Regions from separate parts of the Mus musculus genome. Here region 1 is linked to region 2. The links are chromatin contacts, called in public HiChIP or PLAC-seq maps. All regions are on one chromosome and are shown on one strand. Each heading gives the region's core, a stretch centred on a gene start, on an enhancer-like site or on the middle of the called end of the contact. The rest is flanking DNA. Distances are from core to core; before and after follow the strand shown.

The links. HiChIP or PLAC-seq counts read pairs in DNA pulled down with a chosen protein or histone mark.
Region 1: an H3K4me3 HiChIP or PLAC-seq map of bone marrow-derived macrophages shows a contact between it and region 2, with 8 times the contacts expected there. The contact joins two enhancer-like sites. A contact is called at or near these places in 1 of 115 datasets of contacts at active chromatin or transcription factors (bone marrow-derived macrophages) and 1 of 9 other capture datasets (liver).

What each region holds. Positions count from the first base shown.
Region 1 is chr1:52,795,500-52,801,986 of GRCm38.p6, reverse strand. It overlaps Inpp1 (inositol polyphosphate-1-phosphatase), which reads left to right. Exons shown (of 6, transcript NM_008384.2): 2 at 2,451-2,702; 3 at 4,886-4,946. The coding sequence starts at 2,499. Among named protein-coding and RNA genes, the nearest start is that of Inpp1, 19 kb to the left of the region's middle. Within about 2 kb of position 2,411, at least 252 of the 459 cell types and tissues checked have an H3K27ac peak or open chromatin away from gene starts, as enhancers often do. A contact at or near this core is called in bone marrow-derived macrophages and liver, where this site is marked.
Region 2 is chr1:52,155,518-52,162,634 of GRCm38.p6, reverse strand. It overlaps Stat1 (signal transducer and activator of transcription 1), which reads right to left. Exons shown (of 25, transcript NM_009283.4): 24 at 6,553-6,652; 25 at 770-3,352. The coding sequence ends at 3,338. Among named protein-coding and RNA genes, the nearest start is that of Stat1, 40 kb to the right of the region's middle. Within about 2 kb of position 3,609, at least 36 of the 459 cell types and tissues checked have an H3K27ac peak or open chromatin away from gene starts, as enhancers often do. A contact at or near this core is called in bone marrow-derived macrophages and liver, where this site is marked.

The DNA of each region.
Region 1 (6,487 bases), core at 1,162-3,661, 640 kb before region 2:
AGGAAGTGAGCTGGAGAAGTGCCGTGTTGGTTATGCTGGCTGGAGAAAGTCTCAACTGAAACTGGACAAGGAACTTGGAGTCTGACAAAATGTGACAGTGGTATCCTGGGCCAGAAGAAAAAGAGGGTACAGTTGACACAGCAGGGTGACTCAGGACCTGAAAACTCAGAAGTGGAACTATGAACGTCTAGAGCCCAGACCTCTGGAGCATCAGTGTGCAGCTCACAGCTGAGCATTCTCGCCTCGTGGCCCAGGTTCCTATACCTGCTACATCCTGTACTTGTAATATCCGCTCAGGCAGGGAAATGACCATTACTAGGAGAAGTCAGGACCAAAGTGGGGGAACTCTGGGTTCCCTGGGGTGGCTGGGTGGAAACTTACCCAGTATTTTCTTACCCGAAGCTTACAGTATTTTTTCAGATTAAAAAAAAAAAAAGATGGGGGGAGGGATAAAGATTAGATTTAATGCTGTTGAATGTGATAACTTGCTCAAGTCCGGAGTGTATTCCTTTGTGTCACCATGCTTCTTCCAAATGAGAAGGAACTTACATTATATACCCTTGGTTCATTGGCTCTTTGCTCTTACAATAATGCAGAATGTTTGCTAATAAATCAAGTTATGGTCACCACCTTTCTACTCTTGTGGCTCATGTGCTACAGTGAGACTATGCATGCATCTCTGTGTTGTTCTATGACATCATTTGTGGCTAGTATTTATATAATGGATGCAGTAAATTATTTCTGAGTTCAAGTGGCTTGGCTCTATGAATGCCACTTTTCTTAATGTATAGGTCCAGAACAAAGTACATGAATCTTCTAACAGGTTTGAATCTGAAATAAAGAATAAAGGGCTTTTAAGGAGCCCTGTTTGCTTGAATTCTTCTATATTATCTAGTAGATCTGACAACGTGAGAGCGAACCTGCCCCAAAAGCAAAACAAAACATGTTTATTTAACATCTTTGCTACTTTAAATAATTTTAATCTACCTTGTATGAAGATATTTTAACTCTTATTTTCTTACCAGAGATTAGGGAAAGACTTAAGGTTACTGACTGAGGAAAGAGGGCCCTGGGTGGGATTTGGTACAGTTATGACAGCAGCTCCCTGGAAGCCTGTGTGTTTCCAGTGTCAGGGAGTTAGCACCTGTCTACTACTGCCTTCCAGAGACGACCACTGGCAGTAAAGCAACTGCAGTTGTGACAAGGGACATCTCTCCGTGTTGGTCATCTTTCCTTTATTTCTGTTGAGGAACATATTTCCTCAGGAAGAAAAAAAAATTGTTTTTTGAACAGACTTAAGACAAGCAGGCTCTAACAGTTTGCCACACCCCCACATCAGTGTTTTCACAGCTGAGTGGTTCCCAGCCTCAAGCTTCTTTTCATAGAGGAAACTGTTGTGATAATAAAGAAACCTGATGTGGGGTGTGTGGGGGCAGTTCTGAGCCCCATGTTTTAGTCTTGTGTAACCTTTTTTAGAAGTTGCTCAACCCTCTAAGCTTCCGTTTCCAAACTGTATGTCACACAGGGCAGGGTAATCTCACGACAGAGGAAGCAGAACGACTCAGGCTTTGAACAGGAAGAGGACCACAGAAGCATTTTGAGGCAGCACCAGTAGATAGGAGCCAGGTGTGGTGCACACACCTTTAGCCCTAGCATTTGGGAGGCAGACGCAGACGAATCTTTTGAGTTCCAGGCTACCCTGGTCTACAGAATGAGTTCCAGGACAGCCAGGTCTAGAAAGAAAGAAAGAAAGAGAGAGAGAGAGAGAGAGGGAGAGAGAGAGAGAGAGAAGAAATAAAGAATAGAAATAATGATGTAGGCATACTACATGGTTCTTAGAAGACAGAACTTCTCAAGTCCAACAAGGTGTAAGTCCCCTTGCTTTGGTGTGTAGGCTGCTACTTGGTGGCAGATGGAATATGTCCCTGGAATGTTTGAGTGGAGTTGGCTGTGAGCTGCTTTATAGTGCTTGCCCAAGACCGGCCTCAGAGTCTGGAAGACACAATGCCTGCTGCTCATCCACTTAGCACATGGATCTGGCAGCATGATTGTCATCCCTCACCATTCTCACAGAGAAGAGAATTACGTCAATGTAATTGAGATAAAGCTGTGTCATGATTAAGGACCTTGTAGCAATCTGCCTTTCCTCGGACGTCGTGACACTCTGTCTTGCTATGGCCCTGTAACATAAATTCTAATTCAAGGCTTTTTCTTTTTCTTTCACTGAACATTCAGTTTCTTTAAGAGTGTAATTGGTTTACAAGACTTTTGAGAAATACGTTTGTTTCAATCTTTAGATTGTAACTGCAGTCTTGCACGCTGAAAATGTGCGGTGACTCACTAGCAGGTCAGCTTCCCTGACAGGTTGCTGCCAGCTATGTGTTAGTGGGAGAGACGCCCTGACATCATCCCTGAACTGCTTTCTCTTTCATATTCTTGTGTTCTTGCAGCTGTGAGCCAGAGGGTGGGTGAGGCTGAGAAAGAAGCAGGCTTTAGAAATGTCAGACATCCTCCTGGAGCTGCTCTGTGTCTCCGAGAAGGCTGCTAACATCGCCAGGGCGTGCAGGCAGCAGGAGACCCTCTTCCAGCTGCTCATTGAGGAGAAGAAAGGTGCAGAGAAGAACAAGAAGTTTGCTGCAGATTTCAAGACCCTGGCGGATGTGCTGGTGCAGGAAGTTATAAAACAGAACATGGAAAACAAGGTAAGAGGTCAGGCCACGGTGGCTGCAGGACACCTGCCTCCGTGCTTCCTCTGGTTCCCTCAGAATAAACAGCAGGCCTTTTACTGACTCTTATGTTCTCTTAGGTCCAAACAAACACCTTGCAGCCTTGCCTTATTTTTATTACAGTATTAAAATGGTCTTTGCAGGAAATCATTGAAGTATAGAAAAGCAAACAGGATGAGAGTGCTCAGATTCCTAACCTGAGTATATGGTATTGACCCTCTTACTTATTGATGGGTTTCTTGTTAATAAATAATATATGCTCTCTGCACCAGAGCACACTGAGCTACATGCTCCCGAGGGCCACTGACGCTTCCTTCTGTGTGTCCACGCTCTGACCCACTTATTTCAGAGCAGTGTTTGGCTTCTCAGCTAAACCATTTATCTAATGTTTTGCTTTGGTTATGGGCTTGGAATTAGGCGAACTCTCCCTTTATTCTACTATAAAAATATGGTCATGACAAACACTGATTGTGATTCTATGTGTGGAAATGGCTAGAAAAAGCCAGGCTTCTTGAGTCGTAGCAGTAACACCAGCAAGCAGTGCTCACTGAGGCTGCATGGACTTGACTTTGTTACCCCTATAAGAATTCTGTAAGGTTAGAGCCATTGTTCTACTGGGATGAAGCTGTCACAGAGAGCTGGAGTAAGTTGCCTGAATTGACGCTGCCCAGCATGACAGCTTGAGTTCTTCAACATAGGAAATGGTTTCTAAGTCTGTGTCACTGGGCATTCTGTCGTCTTTTATATAACTCGCCCCACCTTCTTTTTTTTTTTTTTAAATTTGGGAGGATGGAACTTTATGATAGAAAATAATATAAAACACTTCAATATCTTTATTGAACTTTTTAAACCTGAGGACTACTGTAGAATTCAGTAAAATCTTGACCACCAGTGTGAGAAGAGAATACATGAATTATACAAAATCTCCATAGACTATATATTTTTTCATGCCCTTTACTACCTGGCTTTGGTGAGCTAAATGAAGGAAGCTTGTTTTCTGTTGTTACCAGTGGAGACCCTTGGATACAAAGGCGGGTTGGGCAACTGGACTGGATATATGTCAACATTTTATGGGTTGATATGTGCCTCTAAACAATAGAACAAGCCCAGGCAATTGTTCATGAAGTAATGCCAGAATTTATTAAACAAATACTTTCCATTTGAGCTGCTTTAGATACTTCTATTTCAGGCCCCCTCTGTCTGCATTCCTCTGAATAGCTCTGTAAGCAGGTGTGGGGGCTGGGGAACTGACAGATTGCCAGCTCTTGTAGGCCTGTTCTCTTCTGCAAAAGAGAAAAAAGAGTAGCAGGCGGTGTGGCCATTGGTGGTTTGACCCTCTGGGATGGGCAAGTTTAAGGCTGTCAAGCAACTCCTTCCCCAAACCAGCAACATCTCAGTCAGCAGTATTTGGGGGCGGGGGTGGGGTGGGGGGAGTCTTCTCAGGGTCAGGAATGAACTGTGTTTATCTGAGCATGACACAGAGATGAGACAAAAGCCTCATTTGGTCCCCTGTTCACTCTGTGTTGATGCTTAGGTCACAGGTTACTACAGTATTTCTCTTCTTTTTTCTTCTTGTTCTCTTTTCTGTCATCTTCTAGCCTGAAAGGTAATGACATTCCTGACAGGTGCAGAGATGCAACTGAAAATGGAAATAAAACCTAAGACCTAATAATTCCAATAATAATAATTCTAATTAATATTAATATAATTCTAAAACCTAATAATTCCAGCCTCTTCTCTCCATCTTTAGATTATTTTAGGAACTGGAGAGATGGCTTAGTGGTTAAGAGCACTGGCTGCTCTTCCAGAGAACCCGAGTTAGATTCTAAGCACCCACGTGACATTATTATAATCATCTAATGGGATCCAATGCCCTCTTCTGGTGTGACATACATGCAGACAAAGTACCCAAAGGACATCAGGAAGCCAGGACTCAGCCGCTTTCCTGGCAAAGGAGCAGAAAAATATTAGAAAACTAAACACAGAATCAAGCTGACTTAGTTCCATGTTCAAGTTGACTTCTGCAATGGGTGTTTTTGAGTTTCAGATCTAACTCTGCTTATGGAACTAACTCTCTTAGGACCTGATTGTGGAGGGGTGGGGGGCTTTGATGTTATTTATTTTTTGTTTTTGTTTTTGTCAAACTCTGACTCATTCAGTTTCCAGGCTTGGGGAAAAAAGTTTTTGGAGAAGAATCCAATGAGTTTACAAATGATTTGGGTAAGTATAAGAATCTTACTGTGTTATGTAGTAATTATCATATTATTCCAATCTCTAACTCAGACCATAACATAAGTTAATGCTAGGAAGCTTTTGGGACAAAGAGCATAACATGCTTAAGTACGGAGCTTTATTTAGACTCTACCTCAGAATACCATGACATTTAAGTTAGAGAGAAGCAAGGTGGTTTCTTGGAATAATTCAGCAACCCATGAATCATTCTAAATTTAAATGTGTAGCATCTTAGTAAGTGTGACTTAGCCTTTAGGAAAATTCTATAGCCTTTTGACAATCTAATGTGTCCATTGGTGCCCCAGAAAGATGTTCATCTACATGATTGAGAAGATATTGTCTGGGTGGAATTTAAGTCCATTTGGGGTCCCCTGGACTCTACAGCTCTTGACTGAGTGTAGCAGATACCTCAGTCCTGGATTAATGCATGGTGTTGCTCCAGTCGCCCCTGCACTTCATCTCAGAACCTTGGTAAATGTACTTGGCTTTACCAGAAGGTTCCTTTCATACAAGTTTTTAATTTTATTTTTCTGTTGTTCTGTTTGATGTGACCCCCCTGCTGTGTTTTCCAGGCTTGTAGCAGAGACTGCAGGCATGAACTGCCCACTTGGCTTCTAGCAAGTTTTTAGTATACATTTCTATGACTCTCAGAAGACAGAAATCTTATTTAAACTTCTAAAAGTTACAAATAAGTATTGTGATTAATTCAAAATACATTTAATTTGCAATCCTACATCTGACTATAAACAGTTAAATGCTTCATTTGTCTAGAACTAAAGAGGCAAAAAACATTCCATTTTCATTTTCCTGTTTGTAAAAGGACAGAGAAACTGGGAGAGAGGGCTGAGTCTGTGGTGCCTGCTGGCACTACAGTGGGGCTTCCCGCTAAGTGTGATGGAGACAGCTGGCCAAGCTCAAGCATATGATATACTCATTTGACTGGCCCATGATTTTCAGTAAGCTGGAAGCACCACTAAGTGTGTGGCAGTTAGCTCCCCATTTTAACAGCCTAACAAAACACAAATGTAAGTATATTTCAGTGACTGATAGCTCAGTCACTGCTGTGGGCTGGAGAGGCAGCTTTGTGGTTGATCCCTGCTCGGCATTCCTGAAGAGCCTGCTCTCAAACCCCAGCACCCCCAAAACAGGCAAAACATGAGGAGTTATTACTGTGATCAATTGATTCCCACTGAGCCCTAAGCTGTGCTGAGCCTATCAGATCTTAGACTTTCCTGAAAGTTCAGTACATCCAGGTGGTGCCTGGAGCATTTCCAAAGAGCTCGCAGGTGCTGCTGGTTGGAGCTGTTGGGGTAGGTGGGAGTGTGGATCTGTAACCCCTTTCCCACCTTTTCTTTAAGAGGTCTCACTAGGTAGCACAGCCTGCCTTGAACACAAGCAAGCCTTCCTCTGAGTACTGGGATTACAGGAGTGTCCAACCATATTCAACTCAGCTGTCACTTTTCACTATTAAATCTGGTATACCTTTTACTTCTGTGGAGACAGGGTCTTGTGTGGCCCAAACTGACTTT
Region 2 (7,117 bases), core at 2,360-4,859:
GAGCACACAGATAACCCCAGTAGTGAAAAGTTACATTTGTTAATATATTGATCATTCTCTTTTTGTGGTATCTTTTAGAAGGTTAGGTTGATTTTATATGAGTAAGTTCATAATCCATGGACGTTGAAGGAAATGGCCCACAGATGTACTTACTGGGTGGCACTTAGGTGCTTCTGCGTGTGAAAGGACTGAGTTCATAAGTTAGCAGGTGTGTATGTGTTTGGGGTTAGAAGAGTCTAGGCGGGGCTGGCAAGATGGCTCAGTGGTTAAGAGCGCCGACTGCTCTTCCAAAGTTCCCGAGTTCAAATCCCAGCAACCACATGGTGGCTCACAACCATCCGTAACAAAATCTGATGCCATCTTCTGGAGTGTCTGAAGACAGCTACAGTGTACACACATATAATAAATAAATAAATAAATAAATCTAAAAAAAAAAGAGAGTCTAGGCTTAGTAGTCATTAAGGCCATTGTTTTTTGCATTTGTGTGTGTATGTCCATGTGAGTGCCTGGTGCCCATGGAGGTCAGAAGAAGGCATCAGATCCCCTGGAGCAGGAGTTATAAATGATTGTGAGCCACCGTGAATCCTTGTGGGTGCGGGACTGCTGAGCCTGAATCTACTGCAAGAGCAACAAGTGCTCTGAGCTGCTGACCCAGCTCCCCAGCTCCCTTTTGGCTGTTTTTGCTTCACAAGATCCCTACAAAGCTTTCATGGGTAAAGTGACTATGTTGAGCATATGGCCCAGTGTCTTAGAACATCTTACGCTTACAACTGTGAGGCATTTCTTTTATTAGTGCCTTCAACGCATCTAGAATAGTGCCTGGTGCAAGGCAGGCACTGAACATATTTGAGGAACAAATGAATGAATCTTAAACAAAAGATGCCTTCAGATAAATAATGCCCTCGGGATGAAGGACAGCCTCCCAGCTCCCAGAGTAGGTAAAAGAATTTTCTAAATCCTTTCCAGCTTTGTCTGATGCCTCCCTGAGGCAGACAGATGCCACAGGTTTGTTCTGTTTACTGAGACATGCCTTCATTCCACAGTAGTCTCCAAGCAGTCAATGGAGTCCACTTTAAGCTCTGCCGCCTCAGGAAGTCCCTAGATCAGCTTATCCCAAGTGCTACATATATGCTCTGTACTTAGAAAATGCCATCCTCGTCATACTTAAGCTAGGACATGCTTGGTGACGTCTAACAGGCAGCTACCTGAAAGTGTAAGTGGATGTCTTGCCCTGACTTGGATGTGATCCCATGGAGCCCTGCCGGCCTTGAATGACTAAACGCCTGATCCCCAGGCCTCTACCTCAGAGAGGCCTCACCGCTGGGCCTGCCCGCTGACCTACCTTAAACTGCCATAGTTCCTGTGTCTGCAGTAGAGTAAGCAAGGGTGACACTTGGGAAATATCGGTCTTCCTTTAAAATAGGACCCATAGGCGTCCCAAGAGATGGTTCAGCAGTTAAAAGCACTGGCTGTTCTTCCAGAGGCCCTGAGTTCAAATCCCAGCACCCACATGGCAGCTCAAAATTGCATCTGACTGTGATCCCATTTGACTGTAGTCTCATGGGACCCAGTGCTCTCTTCTGGTGTCCATACATTCAGATAAAACACCCATATACATAAAATATATACCTAAACAAGTCTTTTTTAAAAAGCGCTTAAAATAGGACTGATACATACATGAGATATATATTAAACCAACTCATAACACTAGACATTTTAAATATCTTTATATTAAATAATAATAGGAAATTAACATAATTTCAACATTTCTTAAAGTCTCACCTAGTTCAACAGAATGAAATTGTAACAAACTGTTTCAACAGACAACAGTATATAAGCAATGGTTAGGTCTCAGCATTTAGAAACAACTTTTTAAATGTTTTGTTTCTTGGTCATTTCATTTTGGCATGGAAAAGAGAGGAGGCAGGCCTCTGCGTCCCTGTTTTCCCTAAGGACTGTGCACACTTACCGTGGTTCACACCTGCACTCGGGGTGTAAGGTGGGCTGATCTTCACCAAAGTGAAACAGTATTATGGGGCAGCACTGTAGGTGCAGCTGCGCAGCAGTCTGTGAAAGCTGGCCCAGAAGAACCAACCCACGACCAGAACCATCAGGCTGTGATCACACACGTGCCACAAAACATCATCCCTCAAAACGGTGACAAAACACAAGACAGGCCATTTGTGAATGTAGTTGTCAAAAAACCACATTCATCAGTAACAGTGGTTCTCATGCATTTATAGGGAGTTCTTTAAAGTTATCTCACCAGGCATTGGTGGTGCACACCTTTAATCCCAGCACTCGGGAGGCAGAGACAGGCGGATTTCTGAGTTCCAGGCCAGCCTGATCTACAGAGTGAGTTCCAGAATAGCCAGGGCTACACAGAGAAACCCTGTCTCGAAAAAAAAATAATAAAATTATCTGATACTCATATTTGGCTAAGGATTCAAGAAGTCACTGCTTTCTCCAAGTTTATGGCTAATTAAGACAACCAGCTAAAACCGATAAGTTCAGCCCACTAAAAAACATGAGTTCACCTATATCTAATTTTAGTTAAAAAAAAAGAAAAATTGCTTTAAGAAAGCTGGCCCCCTTAATGGATGTGCAAAGACAATTTTATTCAATCCATGACCAAAAAGACAACAAAAACCCTTTAACTTGATGGAGTACTCATGAAAATGGTCTTACTTCTGTTGGTGTTTAGTTTTGTGTAGCCATTGCCACCAACAAAGCTAGTCCCTGAGGAGAGCAACCATGCCTTGGCAGAAGCTGCAGTAAGGAGCACGGTTGTTTTCTTCCCACTCACATGAAGGATGCCCACTATAGTTTGATAGAGCATTGGATCTAAAGTTGACTTTGAACTGTGCCATATGTAAAACAGTGGAAGACTTCCGGCCATCCAGGAGAGGGGAAGTGCCAATGTCTCCCGGGACAGAAACATTCCTCCATCAAGAAGGCCCCTCCCCCATAAGTATGTCTCTTTCCAGTGATGTGCAGCACTTGGGCACTGATTACAGACCATTACTAAAGTGACCGTTCTCCTCACCTTGCCCCAAATACTCGCACTCTAGTCCTGGTGCTTGGGTGGATCTCTTGGTCTTTGTTTACAAAATCCATTTTGTGTTAAGTGACTTTCCATTTCACCTTCAGTAAGATGCATGAAGTCCTTCAGAGTAACAGGTTTCTAATTAGAGAAATATCCACTTTCTACCAGCAGTGCTCAGCAAATGTGATGCTCTTTCTTTCTTGCATTTCCCTAGAAATACTGCATATGAAGGAACAGTAGCAGGAAGGAATCACAGATGGGAAAAAAATGTCGCCAGAGAGAAATTCGTGTTTATACTGTGCTCATCTGCAAGAGACAGAATGTAGGTAGGTTCAGTACACGGACTTTGGGACATGTGATTCATGCATTTCACACCATTGCCCTCCCTAGAATAGCGAGCAGGAGAATGCCCCCTACAGCAAACCACCACCATGGAACCAGAAGGGCTAGTGCGTCCTCTCATTCTTCTGGAACTAATCAGGGCCTTTTACACCACCTAAACTGATGGGTTATTACTGTCTGGCCTCCTGGATTAATGCTGTGACTCATCCCAGACACACTATATAAAGCTTTCTGCTGTTATGCAAGTCTGGGGACAGCAGCACGGCAATTCGGCTCATTCAAAACGGTGTGAGGAAATGCTGAGCCATGTGCCGGGGTGGGGGGGGGGTGCGGGGGGAGGGAATTGATGACCTTCCCTTAAAGGCCACTGAGTAAGCAAACTAAGCAAAGCCAGTGTTTCAGACGTGGGCCAGTAAATCAGAAGTAAAATCACTGTCAAGCGCCTCAGCTCCCTCCCTAGTCTGCGAGCTGCCCTGGATACAGGAGTCAGCAAAGTGTTCCTCATAGAACACTGGCCTGCCCCTGACTCTGACTTCCATGTTGGTGCAGTTCCAGATGTCTTAGAGGTGGCTCTGTTCCTCGGCGGGCCGCTCTGAAGGCATTTCTGACCCAGCTGTTGCAGGGTATGGGCATGTGTGTGCTATTGGCATCAGGTATTCTAGAGAGTAGAGGCCAGGGTGCTGCTAAACGTCCTTCAGGGTATAGGACAGCACCACAGTGGAGAATTCTGTAACCCTTGAGTGCCCCAACACAAACACACCGCTAGATTGCAAAGAAAGCCTCTTGAGTTTTAGGAAAGCAATTTTAGACTGAAAAGCATGTTGAAGGGTTTGCCTCCAGTTGCAGTGTGGCCGATGGCACCATTCTATAAAATGGTGTACTGTAGAAGCAGGGGAGAAGAGGAGAGAGAGATGAACACAACCTGCACCCATATCCTCTAACTATGTGACTGGCTTACTAACCTCTGTTAACCTCAAGTTCTTCATGTGCGAAGTTGGCTAACAGTGCCTAACACATAAGGTCTGGTCAAAGTATAAAGTCTGAAAGCATGTATAAAATGTCCAATACAACAGAAGAAAAATAGTAGACAATCTGTTAATATGAGCTCTGGGCAAAGGCCTCTAGGAAAGTAGGCTAGGTCTATTCCAGTCCATAGGGACTTGTATGGAAATGTTAGACTAAATAAATACCCAAGTCATATTACAGAGAGCAGCGCTGGTATACTGGCCCTCGTGCACAATTCCTCTGGAGCCTGAGAGCCAAGGCTGGACCAACCATCAACCCTGACTACCTTTTTAGCCCATGGGCCACCTCCACCTCAGAGCACACAACTAATTCCATTTGCTTATTTTGTGACAGAGGATGTAGCCCTGTGTGGCCTCCACCAGGAGACCTTCCTGTCTCAGCCTCCTGACTGCCTGGATTACAGACAGAGTCATCTCACTTAGCTCATATGCTATAATTCCAAAAGCAAATGTTGGACAGAAGTCAAGAATAAGCTCGAGGACAGAGCACATCGTGGTGGCGTTACGGTGACTTGACAGGCCCATCTCATTCTTCCCTGGTCTAAGAGTAGGGCCCCTGCTAGAGCCCCTGAGATTGTTGGGGGTTCATCTGGAGACTACTGCGATGAGTGGACATTTGCTAATTTATTGTATCTGTATATCTTTATTCCATAGATTAAACAAAAAACCCACTGGAATAGAATAGCTACAGGGGGTGTCCAAAGACTACAAACCCGTTTCCTGGAATTTGTTTGAGGGTGTCAAAGGCCCCATGATATCACCTTCCAGCATACTGAAAGCAGCGCTCTTTGCACAAACGGAGGAACTAACAGCTTAGTTCTCTGGTCACAAACAACAATGGTGATGACAGTTAGAATGCCACACGCCAAGTTCCAGTCACAGGCTCCTCACCTTAACAGATGCAAATAGATTCTGCCTGGTGCATGGGAGAAGCTTGACAGGCATGACCTATCAATGGTGGCGATGGCGAGGTGACTTTCTGAGCAAGGATTGTAAAAGCTCACCCTGTGTTCAGGACCCTTCGATCTATTTTACATTTTCTGAATCAGGCTTTGCCATTACTCCATTTTCATAGGAGACAAATTTTTTTTTCACAGAAATAACAGGGTGCTAGGTTCCATGGACCAGAGCCTTATTTTATCAAGAAAAGAGCTATTCCGTGATCACACTAGCAAGGCTCAAGAGTCCGAAAGCTATGAGAAGGTGTTTTCTAAGAGTTTTAGTGTGCTTGGTGAGGTGAAGAACACAAAGTCACACGGGAAAAACACCCATCACTGAGGTTACACCCTAGCATGCCCCAGCACATGAACATGTACGCATGAAGCTTTACCCACCCGCTCCCAAGCCTCTCTCCCGGCCCCTCCTCTGACCTTCCCTCTCATTCCTGAACACGTTTGTGCTATGCACAGGGCACCTGGTGATGAAGAAAGGCCTGCGATAGCTAAGGGAGTTCTTTTCGAAAGCATTAGGCAAGCTTTGAAAGGTGAACTGGATTGAATTCATGTGGAAAAGAGCTTAAATTTAGGCAGCATCAGCAAGACCGCAGTCACCTGAACAAGCCTGTCCGTGGGAGGAAGAGTCCCAGGCTGAAAGGGAAACGCTGCTGTTGAATCTGCTGAGAAACAGTCTCCCAAAAGGAGATGTTTCTCTTTTGCAAACACATATTTCTATTTAGGCAGGGAGACACAGTGAGTCACTATCCGAGCCGTTCATTCTGCCCAAGTCCTTGACAGCCTCAGAGGCTGGCAGAATGAGTTTGCTCTGAGATGTGACAGAGTCGGAACTGTTCATCACCGCTCGTGTAGCCAATGTGACCGACAGGCAGCCATCCTTCCCTAAGATCAATCCTTCACTCGGGCCCAGACAGACACAGCAGCCACGGGAAAATGTCTACCTCTGAAAACAACCTCGACCCCTTAGTGTGTGAGCTTTCTGCCTAACAGCGGACAGGAATCTGAAATGCTAGGGATAAAATCCTGCTGATGAAACAGCTAGCTTACACACAAGCTTTTCTTTTAAAAAGTAAAATAAAACAAAATATAAATAAAGGCCTTCTCTGAGCTCCTCACAGCAGCCCGATGCAGTACCAGCCTGCCTCAGGCTTCCCCAAGGTGGAAATACCCCTGCCATAGTACTCACCATACTGTCAAATTCGGGGCCCACTATCCGGGACATCTCATCAAACTCCTCTGGAGACATGGGAAGCAGGTTGTCTGTGGTCTGAAGTCTAGAAGGGTGGCTGGAACAGAGAGGGGAAAGGACAGGGTCAACACCTGAGTTCTGTAGGCCGCAGTGCAAGCCGAGACACTTTCTCTATCTGAGACTGAGCGATCAGTTCGTAGTCTTATTTCAAGAAAAACGTACACTTTATAAAACATAGCTCACACAGAGTACAGCTCACGGACGGTTAATGTTCCCAGCCCGGCCCCTTGGGTAACACTAGACTTTAGAGACAGCCCTCGCCAGACGTCGCTGCTGCCTGGGGAGCCTCAGTGGGAACATGTGCGGTGGCATCCTGAGGTGGTGGACTCTCGAGGCTCACCCTGGACAGAAAAGCACCGAGAGATGTCTGGGGATCCCTCCTCCCTACCTTGAGGTCTATGCAGATAAGGCTGCTCCACAGGGTTCTACATGAAGGCTACATCCATTCACCCCCAGACAGTGCCGCAAGCAAATAACTGACAATGACTTTTCCAGCACTTTC